2 separate regions of the Macaca mulatta genome follow, and region 2 is linked to region 1. Evidence: chromatin contacts called from public Hi-C data. All regions are on one chromosome and are shown on one strand. Each heading gives the region's core, a stretch centred on a gene start, on an enhancer-like site or on the middle of the called end of the contact. The rest is flanking DNA. Distances are from core to core; before and after follow the strand shown. Region 1 holds the start of CDC42EP2 (CDC42 effector protein 2). Region 2 overlaps POLA2 (DNA polymerase alpha 2, accessory subunit).

Region 1 (2,700 bases), core at 43-2,542:
AGACTGTCCTTAAATCCGGCTCCACCTGGGACTTCCTCTGTAACCTTCAGGAAGATGCCTCTCCTCTCTGGGTCTCACCTTTCCCATCTATAAAATGGGCTGACAATGAAGCCACCACTAGAGGGCTACTGGAGATCCCACTGCAATATTGCAAATGAGAGCACCAGTGTACAACAGCGGGGTTCAGCGGGTTACTGTAGGTTACTGTAGGTTCTATCATTCATTCAGCAAATATCTACAAGACCTTCCTTCCTCAAGCACTTCGGTTCTCCGGGGCCAGTGCTTTGAACAATATCAAAAACGAACGGCTGCTGGCCCCAGGCATCCACCTCCTCCCGCCCTCCTAGACCTCGCGGATGCAGAGTCCCTCTAGCCGGCCGCGGGGTCTCCGGGGTCCCCGTGCCTCTGGAGAGGCGCTCGGCTCCGCGGCCGCCAGGTGGCGCGCGTGCTCCCTTGAGCGCCCCGTGTCCCGGAGGATTCCGAGAGCGCACCGGGGTCTCCAACGCCCCTCCCCCCGGGCTCCAGGCAGGAGCTCCCCAAGGAGCTGCGCGTTCAAGTACCAGACGGGGATTGCCTGCGAGATCTTTTTGCTTCGGGGTTTCTGGTCCCACAATCGGAGAAAAAGGAGGCGATTGGGGACCCTGCCCTAGTCTCTAAGCTCTGGGAGGAACCGCCCCCGTGCTTTCCGGCCTGGGCGATGTCCTAGTGTCCGCTTGGCGCAGGGCCAGAGCTCGGGCGTGCGGGCCCCCGCTCCTCCCACGGGTCCGGCTCCTTAGCTCCGGCTCGGGTTCCGGCGCCGACCCCTCCCCGTTCCTACCCGGGCGCAGCCCAGCCCAGCACGGATCCGTTTCAGGACACTCGCGGCCGCAGCTAAAGATAGGAGGACACCTCACCATCGGCTAAAAATATGGCCCCCAGCCCCGGTGGGGACGCTGGGCGGCGGGGCACCCCTGGGTCTCGGGAGGGGGGCGGGGGCCCGGGTACAGAATGGAGGGCAGAACGGGGAATTCGGGGTCGGGATGCGCGGCGCCCCACGGACCGTGGCGGGCACGGGCGAGGCTGCGGGCACCCACATGCAGGCGGGAAACCCATGGAGCCCTAGGCGCCCTCGAAAGGACCTGAGCGAGGTGAGAGGCAGGGCCAGGGCGCGAGCTGGGGCGGGGCGCCACAGAGATGGGCCTCTCGGGGGCGGGGGGGCCGCGGAGTTGCGAAAATCCCAGCCTGAACTCACCGTGAGGCAAGCAGACGGCGGACTGGCGGACAGCAAAGTCTCAGGAGCTGGACAGCGCGGCTGCGGAACCCGACGGGCGGTGAACTTACAGAGCCCACCGCGGACCCCGCAGCCCCGCCCCGGCCCGCGGAGCCAATGCCTGGGCCGCGCCAGCCAAGCCCCTCCCCATCCCCGCCCAGGCCCCGCCCCACTCCGGGCACCGCCCGGGGCTCCGGGTGTGGGAGGTGCAGCTCCCGGGTCCAGCGGTCGCGCGCGCCCTGGGGTCCTGTCCTGGTTCGGGCGGCTGAGGTCCGTATGGCGCAGGGTGGCCTCCCGGGACTCCGGCTGTGCCCATGGGAACTAAAACCCTCGGTTTTAGAAAGGCCGAGAGACAGGCTCCCGGAAGACCGAATTCTTCAGAAATCGCAGAGAGACCTTGGACAGGATCCTTCCCTGCAGGGCTGGATCGGGGAGGCGCTGGCACAAGTATATTCAGTGACTTCCTGGGAATGAATGAGGCCTTGGAAGCGCCTACGTTAGAATACTACAAACTTGGCCGGGCGCGGTGGTTCAAGCCTGTAATCCCAGCACTTTGGGAGGCCGAGACGGGCGGATCACGAGGTCAGGAAATCGAGACCATCCTGGCTAACACGGTGAAACCCCGTCTCTACTAAAAAATACAAAAAACTAGCCGGGCGAGGTGGCGGGCGCCTGTAGTCCCAGCTACTCGGGAGGCTGAGGCAGGAGAATGGCGTGAACCCGGGAGGCAGAGCTTGCAGTGAGCTGAGATCTGGCCACTGCACTCCAGCCTGGGCGACAGAGCGAGACTACGTCTCAAAAAAAAAAAAAAAAAAAAAAAAAAGAATACTACAAACTTACAAGTGAGTTGATAAGTTTACCTTCCGCGAGAAAAGAGAATATGGGAAGGCAGAGGCCGCGTGGCCTGGACCCCCGTCTTTGGTGTCAGGCTTCCAGAGTGAAGGTGGGGCTCATACTCAGACTAGTTCCTGGTCCATTCGTTCATTAAGTCAGTCAGTCATTCTTACAGGGCCAGAAACTTATTTTTTTTGAGACGGAGTTTCGCTCTTGTTGCCCAGGCTGGAGTGCGATGGCGTGAGGCTCACCGCAACCTCTGTCTCCTGGGTTCAAGAGATTCTCCTGCCTCTGCTTCCTGAGTAGCTGGGATTACAGGCATGTGCCACCACACCCGGCTAATTTTTGTATTCTTAGTAGAGATGGGGTTTCTATATGTTGTCCAGGCTGGTCTCGAACTCCTGACCTCAGGTGATCTGCCCACTTTGGCCTCCCGAAGTGCTGCGATTACAGGCGTGAGCCACCGCGCCCGGCCCAGAAACATGTTTTGAAGGGCAGGCACCCCACAGGGTGCTGGAGACAGACTGAAGGCAACTGCACTGCTCAGTGACTCAAGAGAAATTTATTGAGTAACTACCAAGTGCCCAGCGCTGTTTTTGTCCCTGGGGATTCAGCCT
Region 2 (2,700 bases), core at 198-2,697, 37 kb after region 1:
AATTGCGCCACTGCACTCCAGCCTGGGGCACAGAGCGAGACTCCGTCTCAAAAAAAAAAAAAAAAAAAAAGCATTGTCCAGCTACTTTTAGTCTATAATCATAAACTTAGGGCATTTTTGCAGAAAACAAATTAAGGGCGTTGCATTAGTAATAATAATTATGCTCTACATACGTGATCTAATTTTCACAAAAATCCTATGAGGTAAGAATTATTATTTCCATGTTGTGAGTGAAGACACTGTGGTTTAGATGGTTAAGTACCTTGCCCACAGGTATGCACCTCATGGAGTGGGGAGTTAGGATTTGAGGCTGGGCAGTTGGGTCCCAGAGCCTCGGTCAGAGCATGGGGGAAATGGAAATCCCAACAGTGGTGTCTGCTCTGGGGCATGTGCTCCACCCACACCCCATGGCAGCAGAGACAGGAACTAAGGAGCAGCTGCACATGGCACAGCACGTACTCTTCAGGAGTAAAGAGTGCACCTGCATCCTGGTGGAACTCCTCCAATCTCACCTGTCCGGGAAACAGAGAATATTCCTTAAGCTCAGATAAATCCACTGGGATTTGAGCACCCGAGGAATGTTCCCGGTCTCCCTCGAGAATCACTGACTTGTTGTTCAGTTTCCCGTTGCTATCACAGCCAATCTGGCCCAGCAGAGTGACAGGCTCCTACCAAAGGAAGGTCACAGCATAAGAATGACAGTCTTTGGAGCAGGAGCTCAAAATCTGAAGTCAATAGGATGAATAGCAAAACAAACTGCAAACAACAAATACATTTTTTGGCAGGGCATTGCTTTGACCCTGAGGTGACTACAGCATCATCACTGACTCTCAGGATGGAAGAACTCTGAAAGGGCATCTTGTCCACCCACCAACCCAGCACTTGAGCCCTCCGAGGAGGCTGCCTAAGTGTGAGCATCTCTAGTGTAGGGGAACTTGCCCCTGGATGCCCACCCCACCTGGTCCTCACCATCCCAGGGCAGCACACTGCATCTTTGGACAGCTATAACTACTTAATGATAACATTTCTTGAGCTTACTAAATACCATGCACTATTCTAAAATGTATTCTTAGGCATTTTATATATATTAACTCATTTAATCCTTGCAACAACCATCAGGTGGATATTATTGTACCCATTTTACAGATGAGGAAAACAAGCAACAGAGAAGTTAGATAATTTAGTCAAGGTCAAACTGTGGGTGAAGCTTGGGTTTGAGACCAGAAATTTGGCTCTAGAGCCATATCCTTAGCCACATACCATACAACCTCCTAACAGGAAGTTCTTTATTAATTGAGCTAAAATCTCTGTCCCTATGGCTTCCTCTGTTCTGTTCCCACTCTTGGGAGAAAAGAGAGGAAGTCTCATCTTTCCCAGTGATTGTGCTTCCCTGCCTTCCCTCAATTATTTCCTTCCAAGTCCTCCAACACTTCCTTCTATGACACAGTTCTGCATCACTTCCCCAACTGGTCATTCTTTGAATGTAAACATTGACAAAGGTACTTTAAAGAAACTTCTAGAATATATTTCCTCTTAAATTAGAAAACATTCTAGAGAGAAAGTACTGGTATATACACCAGATTAAACTATGATATAAAGATAGTATTGGTAGCAGTTTGTCTATAACAAGAGACCAAACAAGGGGAGAGACTGTGAGTCATTGTCCAGAGAACAAGATTCTGAAAACCCCACCCTCGCTGCTGTCCTTTTATCTCGATATGTGAATGCTTCTACTTGTGGGAAATCCCCAGGGAGCTACCTGACTCACCACCAAGGGAAACAAGGCCTTCAGTCTCTGCTTATGTGCAAGACTCTAATCCAAGTGGGAAGAAAATCACTCTCTGGCCACAAAACCAGACAGCACTTACAAATCTTTCTTCAGAAGGGCCTATTTTCCCAAATTCAACCAAGATAGATGTTCAAACTAGAACACAGACAAGAAGTGAAAAAGGAAGCAAGAAGGATGGCTCTTGGTCATCGATTAAAAAATGTAATATTAATTAGTGAGAACTATTAGAACAACTCTTACCTGTGCTGGGGCTAGCAAAGGAGTGAAAGCTTCAATCTTATAATGTTCCTTGAGTTCGCTGCCGAGTTCTTCTATCTTACATGTCAGAACTGCAATCCCAGAAGTGGAAAAAAAAATACTATGTTAAGACATTTCACTTGCCAAGAAGAGAAAATACAGCACATTGTAAAATATTAAAGTCAGTCATTTTTTTTATTTTTTATTTTTTTTATTTTTTTGAGACGGAGTCTCGCTCTGTCACCCAGGCTGGAGTGCAGTGGCCTGATCTCAGCTCACTGCAAGCTCCGCCTCCCGGGTTCACGCCATTCTCCTGCCTCAGCCTCCCGAGTAGCTGGGACTACAGGCGCCCGCCACCTCGCCCGGCTAGTTTTTTGTATTTTTTAGTAGAGACGGGGTTTCACCGTGTTAGCCAGGATGGTCTCGATCTCCTGACCTTGTGATCCGCCTGTCTCGGCCTCCCAAAGTGCTGGGATTACAGGCTTGAGCCACCGCGCCCGGCCGAAGAAGGCTTCTAAGGAAGGAGCCATGAATATCTTTAAGTTGAATTCCTTTACATCGTTCGAGTTTTTGCTGCTGGGAATGGTTATGTGCTTTTTAGCCAAGTGAAGTAACTTGGGGCAATCACTGATAGTATTGCCAGTGTCCCTCCACTACTAGGGATTCCATGAAGA

Evidence for each region. A called contact is a pair of places that touch in the nucleus more often than the background predicts.
Region 2: a contact with region 1 is called in a Hi-C map of blood, with 4 times the contacts expected there. The contact joins the enhancer-like site here to the promoter of CDC42EP2 in region 1. A contact is called at or near these places in 8 of 14 Hi-C or Micro-C datasets (CD4 T cells, blood, cortical neurons and 5 more).

The regions. Positions count from the first base shown.
Region 1 is chr14:9,077,911-9,080,610 of T2T-MMU8v2.0, forward strand. It overlaps CDC42EP2 (CDC42 effector protein 2), which reads right to left and starts at 1,293. Exons shown (of 2, transcript NM_001194619.2): 1 at 1,232-1,293.
Region 2 is chr14:9,114,919-9,117,618 of T2T-MMU8v2.0, forward strand. POLA2 (DNA polymerase alpha 2, accessory subunit) reads right to left here. Exons shown (of 18, transcript NM_001267008.1): 7 at 2,030-2,118; 8 at 513-668. LOC144334127 (a long non-coding RNA gene) reads left to right here. Exons shown (of 3, transcript XR_013403579.1): 3 at 82-985. Among named protein-coding and RNA genes, the nearest start is that of POLA2, 20 kb to the right of the region's middle. Within about 2 kb of position 1,448, at least 4 of the 40 cell types and tissues checked have an H3K27ac peak or open chromatin away from gene starts, as enhancers often do. A contact at or near this core is called in blood, where this site is marked.